Regions from separate parts of the Ovis aries genome. Here regions 1, 2 and 3 are each linked to region 4. The links are chromatin contacts, called in public Hi-C maps. All regions are on one chromosome and are shown on one strand. Each heading gives the region's core, a stretch centred on a gene start, on an enhancer-like site or on the middle of the called end of the contact. The rest is flanking DNA. Distances are from core to core; before and after follow the strand shown.

Evidence for each region. A called contact is a pair of places that touch in the nucleus more often than the background predicts.
Region 1: a Hi-C map of hypothalamus shows a contact between it and region 4, with 5 times the contacts expected there. The contact joins two enhancer-like sites. A contact is called at or near these places in 3 of 16 Hi-C or Micro-C datasets (hypothalamus, omental adipose tissue and skin fibroblasts).
Region 2: a contact with region 4 is called in a Hi-C map of omental adipose tissue, with 1.9 times the contacts expected there. The contact joins two enhancer-like sites. A contact is called at or near these places in 3 of 16 Hi-C or Micro-C datasets (liver, muscle and omental adipose tissue).
Region 3: a contact with region 4 is called in a Hi-C map of tail adipose tissue, with 8 times the contacts expected there. The contact joins two enhancer-like sites. A contact is called at or near these places in 9 of 16 Hi-C or Micro-C datasets (hypothalamus, liver, mixed tissues and 5 more).

What each region holds. Positions count from the first base shown.
Region 1 is chr25:33,799,585-33,803,569 of ARS-UI_Ramb_v3.0, forward strand. No RefSeq gene overlaps it. Among named protein-coding and RNA genes, the nearest start is that of ZMIZ1, 140 kb to the right of the region's middle. Within about 2 kb of position 1,872, at least 42 of the 54 cell types and tissues checked have an H3K27ac peak or open chromatin away from gene starts, as enhancers often do.
Region 2 is chr25:33,978,006-33,981,685 of ARS-UI_Ramb_v3.0, forward strand. All of the region lies in intron 2 of ZMIZ1 (zinc finger MIZ-type containing 1), which reads left to right. Among named protein-coding and RNA genes, the nearest start is that of ZMIZ1, 37 kb to the left of the region's middle. Within about 2 kb of position 1,801, at least 18 of the 54 cell types and tissues checked have an H3K27ac peak or open chromatin away from gene starts, as enhancers often do. A contact at or near this core is called in liver, where this site is marked.
Region 3 is chr25:34,016,570-34,020,328 of ARS-UI_Ramb_v3.0, forward strand. The region is part of intron 3 of ZMIZ1 (zinc finger MIZ-type containing 1); the gene reads left to right. Among named protein-coding and RNA genes, the nearest start is that of ZMIZ1, 75 kb to the left of the region's middle. Within about 2 kb of position 1,447, at least 4 of the 54 cell types and tissues checked have an H3K27ac peak or open chromatin away from gene starts, as enhancers often do.
Region 4 is chr25:33,889,634-33,893,527 of ARS-UI_Ramb_v3.0, forward strand. No RefSeq gene overlaps it. Among named protein-coding and RNA genes, the nearest start is that of ZMIZ1, 51 kb to the right of the region's middle. Within about 2 kb of position 2,553, at least 29 of the 54 cell types and tissues checked have an H3K27ac peak or open chromatin away from gene starts, as enhancers often do. A contact at or near this core is called in liver, where this site is marked.

The DNA of each region.
Region 1 (3,985 bases), core at 622-3,121, 91 kb before region 4:
CCAGCACAGGCGGTGGAGCTGCAGGAGGGGGCGCTGACGGAGGAAGGGCAGGAAACCCACACCTTTCTTCAGCCTCGGGGCGTCTGGCCCTGAGTGTGTCTCCAGCCCCGAGCTGAAGAACTCAGGGGCCGGGCCAGCCTGTGGGGAGGGAGCAGGGCCAGGGCTGGCAGGGTTACGGACCCAGACAAACAAGGGCCTGGGCTCGAGTCACATCCATGCTTCGTCTCACCAACCTTCTTTTCGAAGGCCTAGTGATCAGCACTGGCCTTGGGATGGACCTCTGTGAGGCTGTGCGGTTGCCAGGGAAGCCAGAAGAAATGTCCCCAGTCCTGTCCCTGATTCTGACCCCAGGGGGCGGGCTCTTCTCTCTATCCCCCAGAAGGTCTGGGCTAGCTCAGGCCCCTTCCCCCAAGCTCAAGAGCTCATGAGAGCTCCCACAGACCAGGCCCAGGGGGACCTCCCCACAGTGGGGGCTCACCCTGCCCTGGCCTTGGTCAGACTCCGCTCTGCTCTGCTCTTGCCCGGCATGAGTCAGCGCCGGGAGCCTGCGTGTGGCCACAGCTGGCTGGACGCTGAGGCCAGTCAGGCCAGGCCCTGGAGGTCTGCTGGGGCCCTGGGGCCTCACTAATGGGAAGAGATGGCCCCGAATGACCCATAGGATCACACAAGGGAAAGGAAAAAGGCCCAAGTAGAGAAATCTAAGCACACAGCAAGAATCTCAAAGCTTAAAGGGGCAGAAGCAGACTCAGAGTCAGAAAAAAATCACACAACACACACACAGGCCACTGGCCCTGACGTGGACACACACTCTTGCGTACACCACGTTCCAGATATACACCACACACACACACACACACACACACACTCTGGGCGTCTGTAGCGTACACCAGACACACACACGGAGGCATCCCCAGAGGGTGAGCCCACACAGGGAAATCAGCCGCACGCAGCAGATGCTCGCATGCCTGTCTGTGGCGTATGGCTTTTGTCAAACCCAAGGAAATAAGACTCGAAACCCTCAGCACACGTGTCCAGAGGGGTTTGCAGACATGGGACCACACTCGCTCTCCCTATCGGGCAGGATGTTTGTGAGGGCTGCACTCGAGGCCAGCCTGGTGACCGGGGGTCCGGGGCACCCCATCCCACGCCCCCTGTGGGGGGGGGGACCAGGCGGCCCCTGCCCACCCCAGCAAGCCCGACTTCTGCGCCCGCCAGGAGGTCGCGGAGTCGAGCGCGGCCAGGAAGTCAGCCCGGAGTGACAGCTCCCCCACGCTGTTTGTTTATTCATGACTCATTCGTCTCCACAGACTGGCTCTTCTTTCTTTCGGGAGGAGGGGAGAGAGGAGCGGGAGGGAGGGAGGCGGGAACGAGGGAGGGGGACGGGAAGGGGGGCGAGCCAGACTCCACAATAAACAATGAGGCAGCTGAGCCGGCGGGCGGGGGAGGCGGCGCGGCCGGGGCCGGGGCAGAGGCGCCCCCACTCCACGCCCCCGCCCCGACCCGCCGCCCAGGCGCTCGCGCAGGAGCCCCTGGACTCCCGCTCCGCCCGGTCCATCCCATCCCGGCCCGGCCAGCCCAGCCAGCCTCCACCACCTCCCGGCGACCGGGCAGGAGCAGCCGTAATTGGATCCGCGCCGCCTCCTCCCAGCTCCCCGCCCCCAATCGGGGAGCCGGATAAATGCCGGGTACCTTGGCAAAACAGTCGGATCCAAACCTATTATTTGGCTAATGGGCTTCCCTCGTGCGGCTCCGCAACACCCCGCAGGCTCCCCCTCCCCCAGTTCCCAGAGCCGGTCCCCGCGCCCCTCCGCGCCCGCCGCCTCCCCGCCCCGCTCCAGGAGGGGCTCGGCCGGGGCTCCGGATAACTGGAGGAAGCGCGGGGCCGAGGCTTCAAGGGCCTCATTGTTCTGCCTCGAGGGGCACATTGAAAGTGCTCCAGGATTTGCTTCCTGTGAAAACAGGCTGGGAGGGAGGGGGGCGATGCGCGGTGGAAAGACATTATCCTCCTGGAAGCTGCCCAGACTATACAGGGAGAAAAGGCTTGTTTTGATTGTTGCTGGCTCTCTCTTTCCTTCTTTCTTTCCTCCTTTTTCTTTCTTTTTCCTTTTGGCCCTCCCCTCCGTTTGCTGCCCTCCCCAGACCCAAGATGAATCTTGACGGCTGTTGAGCAAGTGGGAAAACGTGGGGCTGTTTTCTGCATAAAATAAGGCGGGTGATAGAGGCAGCGCCAGATATAAAGTCTGATTCAGAGAAATTCTAAAGAACGCAGGGGCGATGAGGTGGGCAAATCCAAGAAGCTCATTTCCCCAGCATGCCCCTCTGAGTCACATCTTGCACCATGAGGGAAAAACACATCACACCACAATATGTCACATGCCTGCTGCGGAGGACCGGGCTGGTGGGGGATGTAGTCCACCTTCCTGAGCCTGGGTCAGCAGGGGCAGCTGGGAGGAGGCAGGGGCCAGCCCCACCACGGGCTATCCGAAACCCTGCTCTTCCCCTTTCTACCTGAACCACCTTGAACATTAATATTAGTAACAGGGAACACGCCATAACACCTACTATGTGCTGGGCTCTGTTCTTTGTGTTTTCTGTAATATTATCTTATTTAATCTTCACTACATCTATATAAAGGCAGGTGCTTTTATTATCTCTACTTCCAGAAGGGGAAGCTGAGTCCAGGAAGACTTAGGAACTGCCTGATGTCACGAAGCTGGTAGCGGGGGTGCAGGTAGGGGAAGAGCAGGCTGGCTCTCACGTTCATCATCTTGGCCACTGTGTGACTCTTTTGAACCTCACACTGCTCATCAGGAAATGGAAATAATGACCCTGACCTCATGAGGGGGTTCGAGGATGCATGAAGAAAATTCAGGCAATGAATTCAGGACCAAACTGAGTGCTAACTCCTTTCAATACTGCCGTCATTTTCATGTAAAGTAGCGGCAAATAGGTAAAGTTCCTTCCTAACTCCTAGGCTTCTCAGTAGGGATTGGAGAGGCCTGGCCCTTAACAGATGCTCATGAATTTATTTTTATCTCCTTCCTTTTCCCATCACATCTCAACCAACCTAGCCAGTTCTTCTGTCTAAAACTCCCCCCAAAACTGTCCATCGGGGTAACCATAGGAGTTCCTCTCCCATGTCCTCAGCCCCTACCACCTATCCATGTCAAACAATGCAGAATTTTCCACAGACCCAGAATCCTGGGCTAACATGGGCCTGCCTAGACCACCATACTTTCCATTTCAACACACTCCGCCCAGGCCGCTTCCCTGCCCCACCTACAGGACTCCTGATCCATTTTACACTACCCCACTTCATTTTTTTCCACATAGTCGCATCACCTCCTCACATACTCTAGAATTTTCTTGTCATATTTTCTTTCTGTCCATCTCCCCTCCATCTCAGCTGGAGAAGGCAATGGCACCCCACGCCAGTACTCTCGCCTGGAAAATCCCATGGACGGAGGAGCCTGGTAGGCTGCAGTCCATGGGGTCTCGAAGAGTCAGACACGACTGAGCGACTTCACTTTGACTTTTCACTTTCATGCACTGGAGAAGGAAATGGCAACCCACCCCAGTATTCTTGCCTGGAGAATCCCAGGGATGGGGGAGCCTGGTGGGCTGCCACCTATGGAGTCGCACAGAGTCGGACACGACTGAAGCGACTTAGCAGCAGCAGCAGCAAGAGCAAGGAACATCCTCTTGCTCACTGATGTACCCCAGCCATTTCCATCTCATAGAAACTCTCAGTACTTATTTGTGAAATGAATGAATGAGCCTTTCCACCAGCTATTCTCTCTTGTTCTCTTCCCCCTTTCCCAGCCCTATCCCCCTGCCTCTGTTCCCCAGGAAAACTCCTGCTCATCCTCCAAGTCCCTGCCTCTCTGAATCCTTGCACCATCCCTCTCATCCTGCATCTCCTTTCCTCTTACTGCTCAGGCCTTGCTCACCTTCCTTCTCAAACCTCCCCACTGGCCCTTCTGGA
Region 2 (3,680 bases), core at 551-3,050, 88 kb after region 4:
CCCCATTTTCCAAGTGTTGGGAAATGTCTCAGAGATGTTAAGTGGGTTGGGAGGTTCTGGGAGCCTCTTACTTTCCGCAGCACCCCCTATTTGGGTCCCCACTGTGCCAAGGTGTGGACCCAGGTTGGCACTGGGCATCTCCAGCTCCTCCCACTTAGAGGCATCCCTGAGGGCCCAGCAACAGACTTGCCAGGCCTGCGCTTCCTTCAGCAGAACCTGCCGGTCTGCCCTGCCCCAGTCACTTGCGAAGTTTCCCTGCAGGAACGGGAGGCAGGAAAGCAAGGGGCATGCAGAGAGGGGCACGCAGTGAGGACCTGCAGGGCAGGGCCAGACCCGACGTGCTGGGTATGGGCAGGCTGTAAGGACAGCTCGAACTATTCTCAGGGAAAGTGAAGACAGATGGGATCATTGAACCAAGTTTGTGATTCTCAGGCAGACCAGGCCAGGAGTTTGCCCAGATCCCAACCAACCAGCTTCCCAGGTCTGTTTACTTATCTTTTCCTTGAGACCAAATGCAGCTACTGCCCTTTGGGGAAAAGACTCAGGAGTTCAGGCCTCTCCTGAACACTCAGGGCTTGCTGAGTCTCTGAGCTCAACCCCACTGTGCATGGAGTGAGTGCAAGGGTCTCACAACAGGAGATAACCAGACACCCAATTTTAATCATGCCAGGAGAAAGAAAGAAATACTGTCCACATATCTGGAAGTTCAGGGCAGGGAAAGCTCACTTGAGGGGACTTTTAGGGAAGACAGCATGGTGGAGGCGGTCCTTGGGGCATCAGAGGATGGACAGGGTTCCGATGGGCAGAGCTGGGACTGCAGAACTGTTGAAAGTGTGGTTTGAGGTAAGACAGGGCATATTCTTCCACTTCTCAGCTGCATGACCACTGGTGTCTGCTGCGAAGTTTCTTCATCTGTAAAATGGGCTTACGGTTCCCTGGTGACAGGATTGTGCTGAGGATGGGGTGAGGCACTGAGAGCTTCTGGGGTGTTGAGGAAGGGCTCTGGCAGGCAGCAAACGCGCCAGGTTTCTGGCAGCCTGAGTCCCTCACATCTTGAGCACGATGGGTGTGCACAGGCACGTGTGTTATTGGCAGCAGGTATGAGGCCCTGAGGCCTAGTGACAGCCCTGAACTGCAGGCCGAGAGCTGGCATTGGTGCAGCCCCCCGCCCACCGTGCCAAACGGGGTGGTCCAGCCCCCTCCCCCCAGGGGCTTATGGGAAGCTCTGTGCTCTGGCCAATGCCCCGCTCTACAAGGCCAGCAGGGGCCTCCCCTAGTGGGTGAGTAGCTGGAGAGACAACCCGAAGCCACCTTTTTCCTCCTGATCAGCAGGCCTTGGCTTCCACGAGGCCCTGGACCCTCGGTCTGTCTCGTCCACGTCTGGATTCCTCCCCCTCCCCCAGCTTGGTGAGGTCAGGGAACATGTATTCCAGGAATGCGGGAGGCGGGGCGGCTGGCCCGGCTTGGATAACCATCGGGGTAAATATTTGCCTTGCTCCGGGAGCCAGCACTGGCCGCCGGGGGAGGACGAGGGGGCCTGCTCCCAGGGTCATGTAAGGGGATGCGTCCCTGGGTGGGTCTTTGAGGTGAAGGAACCCATGTCTCCCCGGCGACCCTGGGAGTTGGGTCTGAGGCCACCTTCCCAAACAGGGCCCCTGGCCCGCAGTAGCAGAAGCTGCTCGGCCCACCGGTAAAGTGAGGGTGGGAAGAGCTGCCCGGCCCGACTGAGACGAGGAGGGTCAGGCCCACGTGGGAACCAGTGCTGGTCAGTCCAGCCAGTGGAACAGCAGGCTGGACCCAGTATGGGTGGGTGCCCACGTGACCGTGTTCTGGCCTGCACTTGGCCACCTGTGACCTTGACAGTCATCACTCACTGACCTGTTCCTGACCCGTCTGTAGGTGTGCTTGCGTCTGTGTTCCCGTGTCTTGTGAGGCTCTCACAGCCACCAGAACATGAGGGGCATGTGTGTGTGATTAGCAGCAGTTGACAAGAGTCCAGAACTTCAGCTCAGCACTGTCACTGGTGTGGTCCCATGCCCTAGAGACCACAGCGGGGTAGCCCGAGCCCCTCTCCCAGAAGCCTGTGGGTAGGGCAGTGCTCTGGCCAATGTCAGGCTCTGCAAGGTCAATGTGAAGCTTGTCTTGGCAGGTGAGTAGCTGAAGGAGTGATTAGTCCCTTTTTAGAGAGGAGATGGGGGCTCAGAGATGCCAAGTGACTTGCTCGAGGTCACCCAGCATTAAAGGGCAGAATAGGGATTCAAACTCAGCTCCACCCACCCTTGCCCTGGACGTTACCTCTGAGGACAAGGCCAGGCTCCGGTCCAGAATCTGGGCTCCCAACCCTTGGTGGCTTAGAGCACACTGGTCACTTAGCCACGGGCCTCTGGCCACTGTCACAGAGCGGTCACAGAGCCCCACATCCCGGATGCACCATGGCGTGGGCACCTCTGTCCTCCCAGAACCCCAGTCGGCCCTGCATGTCTCTGGCCAGCCCCGGCCCCAGTCCACTTGGCCTGGTGCCTGCACTCAAGCCCACACCCAGGTGGGTCCTTCCTCCCAGGGGATCCCTAGAGGAGGAAGGGATGGGAAGGGGGTGGGGCTGGGAGAATCCATCTGGGTCCTGGGACAGTCCCCACCCCCAAGTGACCTCTGCCAAGTCCCAGACCCAACCTCACCACTTCCCAGCCATTACACCCCTGGCAACTCTACCCTCCCTCGGAGCTCACTGTCCTGCTCTGCAAAGAGGGAGCTTGTTCCCACCCTGCCCTGCTCTCGGGAGCGCCAGACGTGAGATGACAGTGGAAGTACATTTCAACCTGTGGTCTGCACACCTCCCCTTCTACCCTCTCCTGCCCTTGCAGCCAGACACGGCCTTGTAGTCGGGGCGTCCCCCTCATCCAATCCAGAGGGAGAGTCCTGAGCTCAGCAGAGCCCTCTCTCTGGGCAGTGGGGAACCCATCCCTTGCGGAGCCTGGGTGGGCCCCACCACCCCTCTCAGCCCTGAGTCTCAGGCTGCCCTCCGCTCCGTGGCACTGAGGGCCTTTTAAGCAGCGCACACTCACCTGGGTGGATCTGTATCCTTCATGGCTGTGGTCTAGCCAGGCTGGGAGCAGACATGGGATGCCTCCCCCGGTCTCCCCAGGTGGCCAGAGCCCTGCAGGCTGTGAGGCTCACCTACGGGCACCCAGGGGGCCAGGGATGAGGGCGGGTGACTTCATCTGTGAGTTCACAGCCCCTCCCGGGCCTGAGTTCCCTCACCTCCACCCCTGAGTGGGGCCCAGTGCACAGACAAGGGAGCCCGGGTGTCCAGTTGGACATCTTGAACAAGGTGAGTCCGTGTGGACAGACCACGCACTCATGCCCGGCCCTGTTCTTATTACTTTTCGCTCTGTATTACCTGCATGACCTTAGGAAGCTGTAGAAGCTCTCTAGACCTCATGTGTAAATTGAGGGTGCTATTTAGGTTCTACTTCATAGCATTTCACTGAGGGCTAAAGAAGCATCATAGGAATAGCCCCCAATGTGGACCCAGTTCAGGCAAGCTTCTGGTCCTTTCTCCTTCCCAGATGAGGGTCCAGTGCAGGCTCATAGGGAAGGGGGTCAGTCCCTAATCAGGGCCTGAGTGCATATCCTGGTGACCCCTCTGTGTGATGCCCTTTCTGTTTGACCTTGGACACGTC
Region 3 (3,759 bases), core at 197-2,696, 130 kb after region 4:
AGCCGACCAGGATGCATCCCCTGGAACCCCAGGTCTCCCACCACACTGAGCAGCAGGCGCATCCCAAGCTCCTTGGCCATGACAATGTCTTGGAATGCAGCCTCTGCTCTGCAGACTGTAGGTACAGCCCCCCTCTCCCCTGCTGCCAGCCCCGCTCGTCCCAGGGGACCCGAGCTGCAGATGTGCATGGCGATTGAATCGTTTCTGCACACCACTGCTCACACGGCTCCCCTGGGGACCCGCCACTTGCCTGTGCAAGCTGTCAGGAGATGTGTGTACTCCGTGCGTCTGGGTCAGCACTCAAGTGTGTGTGTGTACCTATACTTAAGTGTGCAAATGGGGTACATAAGCATGTGTTTGTGCACACACAGATGCAGAAGCCTCTCGGCTGAGTTCTTGTTTGTTAAGTGTACCAGTTAACTTGTTGACCTCAAAAGGGGAAAATAAAACAGCCTGATGTTAGTACCCCTGATCCTAGCCCTAGGGAGCTGCCTCCAAGGTTCCAGGGCCGCACTTTCCATGGAGCAGATTAGAGCAACTCAGTATTTCTAAGGAGGAGCCTATGAGGGCCATGTGCCTCCTCCAGCATTTTAGACCAGGTGAGAATCTGCCAGGGAGCCAGGAGGTGGCCCAGGTCTCTCCTTAGGCCCCGCAAGGTGGGTTCCAGTCCCACTCATCCTTCTTCCCCTGTGTCCATCCCCTCTCTCCGCCCCTGCCTACCATCCCACCAGGACATGTGGTCCCCAGGCGCCCTTTCCAGTTCTCCACAGTCTACTCTCCGAGCCGCCCTACTTGCCTGAGGGCAGCAAGCTTTCCTTGAGCGCATCTTCTGTGCTGAGCTCCCCTGAGGCCGGACTCACCCGAACTCCCCTACTAGTGGTGAGTCGTGCGAAATGAAAGCTTGGCCCAGAGTTTCCTGGGCCAGCAGGCTCCCCGCAGGCCTGCCTTGAGACAGCCTTTGCGATTCTAGAGTCAAGCCATCTTACACTTGTTGAGATGGCGTTTTCCAAACAGCTGGAGCTCCTGACACCAAAATTCTAAGATGTTGAGTTTGAAGAGCCGCCAGCAGCCAGCTAGGCTTTGTTTTACAGATGGGAAAACCAAGGAGGGTGGCAGAGCTGGGCTGCCTCCAAGCTCCCACACTGACTAGCCTTGCATCCCCTGCTGGCTGGGGGCTGCTCAGACCAGGACAGAGGACCCGGCACCACAGGGGTGGACCGCCTGAGCCCACTCTCCATTCGGAGGCAAACAGATGGCAGGAAGGGCCAAGGCATGGGTACACCCAGGACCTGGCCACCAGTGATCTCCAGCTGGGAGGGAGCCTGGCCGCAGTGGGTGCTGGAGTTACAGCCGCCACTGAGGATTTGTAGCGACTCGTAAAGGCTTAGAGGTGTCCAAGCTGGAAGGAGGGAGGCAGCAGCCAAGCCCAGCAGCGCTCCTGTGGTGGAGGGCGACCTCTGCTGGCCGCTGAGCACTCCCACTTTCCCGCACCGGCCAGCATGCAGGGAGCCCAGCGGCACTGGGATGGCCTTGGAAGCAAGTGGATGGGTGTGGACAGGTTCCAGGGGCACATCTTTCTGGGCTCAGGCACAGTCTTGGGTGGGGACTTCCAGGAGTCTCCGACCTCCAGTCTTGGAGGATTGGAAAGCGGAGGGTTTGAATCAGCCCAACACCGTCCCAGCTGTGTGACCCTGGGAAAGTCACTTCATCTCTCTGAACCTTTTAGGATTAAGTGAATTAGCAGTGCACAGGGCCTGGCCTAGAGCCTGAACACAGCAGGTGCAGAACTAATGGGAAATCTCACACTGCCCCTCAGGGAGCCACCGTTCCCATGCCTCCTTCAGCACCCCTCTTCTCCTCGTGTCTGTGATCTCTAGCCTTCTAGGCTTTGGCCCTCTTCCTTCATGGGCCGGCAGCACCAGCCCATCCATTCCGGGTGTTAACAGCCCCAATTTTCCGCCGATCTTGGCGGCTTACAAGTGTCACCTCTCCTGTGAGTGTCTCCTTAATCAACTGGACATTTTGTTCTTTCATAGATTGAGACATACATGACTTGCAGTTGTCCCTGGGACGTGTGGTGTCTCTCCTGTCAACCTCTGGGTCTCACAGGTGTCCCAGGCCCAGCCATTCATGTCTTGGTTCCTACAACACGGAGCCCTGGCCTGGGAGTAAAGCCCCCTGGGATCTCGCTCTAGCTCAGAGGTGCTGTGTGGCTTTAGACACGCCCCCTGTGTCTAAAGGCCCCCAAGAATAAAACCAGCTGAACTCGAGGTGGTGGAGGAACTCAAGGCAGCTTTGGTCAGTGACATTCTGAGCATCTTTGAATCCAGGTGGGCCGCAGGCCCCCCAAGAATAAAACCAGCTGAACTCGAGGTGGTGGAGGAACTCAAGGCAGCTTTGGTCAGTGACATCCTGAGCATCTTTGAATCCAGGCGCTGTCTCAGATCAGACAGGCCTCCAGATGGTACAGGGCAAGAGTCAGTGCAGAGACAGACCCAAACTTGGACAGGCTCTCTCCCCTTTATTGTTTGCCTTCCTCAGGGGAAGCCTGTGGCCCCCTGCTTGCGACTCAACAGGGAAGGACAGCCTCTGGCCCCCCAGGTGGCTGTCTTGGTGGGTTTGGTGCCTGCTTGGGGCTGCCCTGGGTGGGCTGGAGCCCCCAGTCATTCTACAGGCGCTTATCAAGACCCCGCTAGGCCTCTGACTCTATAAACAAAATGCTGTGCCCATCCTGGGAAAAGTTCCTACCTAGAGACTGTTGCGAGGCCACCTAGAGTGAAAGTGAAGTCACTCAGTCGTGTCCGACTCTTTGTGAAGAGCCCCACCAGGCTCTTCTGTCCATGGGATTTTGCAGGCAAGAATACTGGAGTGGGTTGCCATTTCCTTCTCCAGGAGATCTTCCCGACCCAGGGATTGAACCCGGGTCTCCCGGATTATAGGCAGACGCTTTTACCATCTGCGATCCCTCACCAAATTTCCACAGTTCCAATTCCTAACCCCCCGGGCAGTTATCTTCATCAACAGCACCCCCTGCTGGCCACATGGGCCGGCGCAGGCCTTTTGTCCTGGTTGGCTGCTGCCTGTGGGCAGGGGGTTGAGGTCTGCACAGGCCTGGGGTTTCCTCTGACTTCCCTTCAGACTCCTCCTTTTTAATGGGGCACTTTGGCTCAGCACCCCTGCCCTGCTAGCTGTGGAAACAGCAGTCTGTAACGGGGACCCTGGCAACCAGTGTTCGTTCGTGCCCTGGGTGGGGGCTGGAAAGGCCCAGCTCTTTGGGTACCATGTGGTGCTTGAGGGAGCACCTTCGAGCCTCAGTTTCCTCATCTGTAAAGTGAGGATATAGTAACCATGTCTTTGCCTAGTGCCCAGACCAGCATGTCCTTGACATAAGAAGAGTTCACCAGTCATATAAAAGGTGACGTGGAATAGATACAGGCTTGGACCAAGAGTCCCATGAGCTCAAGAAAAGGATTCCATTTTCACCTCACCATGTTCCATAGAGTTAGCACAGTATAAGATGTTGACAAGTATTTGCTGGGTGAGTTGGAAGCATGCAAGGATGGACAAGCGGAGAATAAAGATGGATGGGGTGGGTGGATGGATGGGCGGACGGATGGGCAGATAAGCATCCAGATGGATAAGTGGTGGAGAAGTTGCATATCTGGGTGTGTAAATGTGTGCTAGGAAGGACGCTGGCAGAGTGAGGGTGGAGGAGATCAATGTAGGGATGCCACCCCCATTTTTACATTTTTGCTGGAG
Region 4 (3,894 bases), core at 1,303-3,802:
CAGCTGTTGCCCCAGCCACCTTTCATCAAGTGAATCACCTTTTCAGCACCTTTCAGCACTGGGTCAGGCCTTCAAGGGTTTCTCAGCTTACTCCCATTTCCCAACTTAAGGAACCCAGGCCACCTTAATGAGGAGGGGTTGGGGTGCCCTCCCACAGGAATGTGCTGGGACAGTCCTCGCTGGTGTCCCTAGAGGTCTCAAAGGTTTTCAGACTATCCACCATCACCAGAGCTGCTCAGCTGACACCTGTGTGAGAGGAGAAGCAAAGTAGCTGCCTGATAACAGCCCATGTGACAAGCGGAAAGGCTAAGGCCCAGAAAGGGGTACCTAATGGCTCCTATAGGGAGGCAGAATTTCCCATGGGAAGATCAAGCAGGCTCCTGGCATTCTCCCTTCTCCTCCCACCCCCAGCCCTGTGGACCTGAGCTGCAGTCCTCTGAGCTCTCAGGAATCCAGGCTGAGTTTGCTGGCTGTCAGAATAGCGTAGCCTTGAGAATGAATTCAGGGCTGGCAAATTCATTTTGCCTCTTCTCCCTCCGGTGGTGGAAGGAATGATCTCGCCGGCCCTGAAGGAGTTCAAGCCGAGGTCAGAGAAGCCCTCTGAAGGATGTTCTAAAAAGAGGGTTGAGGGGGATGGTACTCCGGCCTGCTCCCTCGTTGGCCCAGGGTCCGCGCTGATCCCTGCTCAGGAGGCCTGGGGCCATCCTCGAATCTGCGTGGCACGTCCGCTCTCCCAAGCGGGCCTCGTCAATCAGGCAACGGCCCCAGCCGAGCCAGTACGTCTTCCGCTAGTCTCAGGCCCCCGGGGAGACCCCCGCCTCTGCTCTCTCCGGGTGCCCGCCTCCACCCCACCCCGCCCCCAGCGGCGGTGTCATTGTTCTCTGACGTCACGCAGAGGCCCCGCCCCTCGACCCCCATCCCGGCTCCCGGGCTCCGACTCCTGGCGCCCGAGACCCAGCAGCCTCTAAAGCCCCGGCAGAGCAAGGCTCCCCCCGCGGCCCGGCCGGGGCTGCGCCCCCTTGCGCTCTCCCCAACTTGCCTTTGTTATTCCAGCTCCCTTCCTCGCCTCGCCTCCAACACCGCGGCGGATTGGAAAACGCGGAGCGCGGAACCGCCACTACACCTGGAATCCGAAGCCGGCGCCGGGCCGAAGCCTCCCCAGCTGGCGCGGGGAGGGGAGTGCGCGCGTGCGCGCGTGTTTGTGTCCAACCCGGGCTGTGCGGGCGCTGATTATGATTTGGGACTGAGGGTACCGCAGATCATGAGTAGGGGGGCTGAGGGGAAGGGTTATGGAAGAGGACGTGGAAGGATGTGTTTGCATGTGTACCTGAATGTGAGGATTTAGTGCACAGGGGATGTTTTGTTTTTTGAGTGTATGTGGGTTTGTACAGTGGTGTGTGCGCGCTTGCCATGTACACTGGCATATTTGTGAGCGCAAATGTACGTGTGTGTGGGTGCGTGTGCGTGTGGAAGCGTGTTAGTAATACTCAGTGTGGGTGCAAACGTGTGCCGTTTGGGTAGGAGTTTCCGTGTGAGGGGCAGCGGATGTGAGCTGAAGTGGGTGCACACTTAGATGCTCTCAAGGGTGGGTCTGCCTGGGGAACCCCGCGAGCGGCTGTATCCAACTACACCTTGTGAGTGCCATCATTCTCCCCGACTCCTGGGACAGTGCACAGCCCTAAGCCGGAATCCTGCGCCACCGCTCCCTTCTCGCCCGCCCGCTCCCAGCCCCCGCCGCCCACCGCCCGCGCACTTTAGGCCTGGGATGTTCCCCGCGGGGCCTTGGGGAATCCAAGCGCTTTTGGACCGCAGAGAGTGCGGGGACAGACCTTGCGCACCGCTTCTACCCGGCGCTCCAGCCTCCTCCAACATTGCCTTTGGTGGGAGGGGGCTGGCGTCCTCTGCTCCCCCCACCCGCCAGCCCCCGGGCTCTAGGAGCAACCCCAAAGCCTTCTCCAAGAGAAGGCTTTGGCAATCTCTTTAGCAACTCGCTCAGCCCTAGTACTGGTACCTGACAGCTTTCGCAGCCCCGAGCGCACTCCTGTCGGGGGCGTGAGAGCAGAGCGGGGGACACTACGCTGAGACTGGTGATTTCAGCCTCCTTCCCAGTATGAACACATCTTAGGTTCAGCATTTCTCTCCTGCTCCAAACTTGCTGGGGCAGCTGGGGGTGAGGTCGCAGTTAGGGAGGGGGTGGGTGGGAGCTTCCAGAGAGCAGTGGAGGGAAGAGAGAGAAGGAGGTGAGTGGGAGTAGGGGAGTGGGTGACGCACGAAGCCTATCGGAGCCCTAGAGGGGAAAAAGCCTGGAGAGCGCCCAGACCGAGACGCTCGGAAAAAAGGGAGAAAAAGAAAAGGGGAAAGAAAAGGGAGAGAAAAAAGAAAAGAGACCGCGAGAAAGGCGAGACCGCAGAGAGCGCTAGGGAAGCCGAGCTGAGCGCTGGCGGCGGCGGCGGCGGCGGCGGCGGTGGTGGCGCTGCGCTCCGCTCCTCCCTCCTCCCCGAGTTCCGCACCGGCTTTTGCGGCCGGCCGGCGGCGCGGGGCCCTTTGGAAATAGAATAGCCAATGTAATCTGACACTTCAACTTGCTCGGCTCCGGGCGAGTTGATTCACTTACTCACCCCCTAACGCCGAGTTCCTTTTCACTGTCTGTGGACATTAAAAAAGCGAGCTGCGGCGGGCGCCCGGGAGAGCGATCGGCCAGGCGGCGGGCAGCGACCGGGCGGCAGAGCAAGCGAGCAGCGCCGGCGCAGCGCGGTGACCCCAGCCCCGGTCGGCGCGGAGCAGAAGCCGGCGCGGAGCCCATCTCGGCGCCCTCGCAGCTCCTCCCGGCCGGAGCCGGCCCTGCCGGGCAGCGGTGGCTGTGGCAGCGGCGCGTCCTCCAGCGGTAGCAGCGGCGCTCGCAGCACCGGGTAAGTTTGGGGCCAGACCCTGGCGTCCGCTGGCCCCAGGCCTTCCTCCTGCTCTCCGTGTACTCCTGGGGTGCGATCGTGGAGCGCCGGGTGCTGGAGCTTTTTCCCTTTTAGGGTCCGCCGGGACCTGGCGAGCCGGGCGAGTGCCCGGCGGCCGAGCTCCGCTGCGCTCTTCTTGGCGACCCGGGGCCGAGGCCCAGGCGACCGAGGAATGCCCGGCTGCGCGGAGCCGGCTTGGTCTGCGCGCGGGGTTCGGGGCTCTTCGGGTGTGCGGGGCGTGAGTGCAGTTGTGCGCGCGCGGACCTGGTGCCCGCCTCCTGCCGGCGCGCCTGCAACCCTGGTTCCGTACACCCGGGGGCCGGGCAGGACCAGGATTCGGGAAGAGAGGGAGAGAAGGACCGGGGTAGGATCATCTCGGTCTCCCTCCTTTCCTTTGGAAAGACGCGAAGTTGTGCGCCTGTGTGTAGGAGAGCCGCCCGGGAAGGCGCCGGATTTCGGGGCGGCAAGGGGTGGTGGTGTTAAGTTGTGCATCTGAATTTCCAGGGGAAACACACTTTTGTAAATGGGAGTGGGGGGCGCGGTTAAGTTGTTTGTGTGCGAATTGCCCGGGGAGACGCGGTGCTCCGTACTAGCGGGGAACGCCAAGGGGTGTGTGAAGGGTCTTCCGGTAGATCTTTAGAAACCCGGGGAGCCTTCAGGCCAAAGCCTGGATGGGGCTGCCCCGACCAGGAGGGGAGCCCAGGGGGAAGATGAGCGTGTGTGTGCGCGCGCGCGTTGCAAATACGAAAGTAATTTCCCCGTGTTCTTTCTTCCTCTCCGTCTCCGGCGGCGGCGGCCCCGGGGGAGTGGGAGGCCGGCCGGGGCGGAGGTTGGGGGCCCGGGCCGGGGCTGGGACTGGGGCTGGAGCTGGGGTGGGGGGCGGGCTCTGGAAGCTTGATTCACATTCCTGGCGTCTAGGCTGGGGGGAAAACAGTGGGGAGCGCGG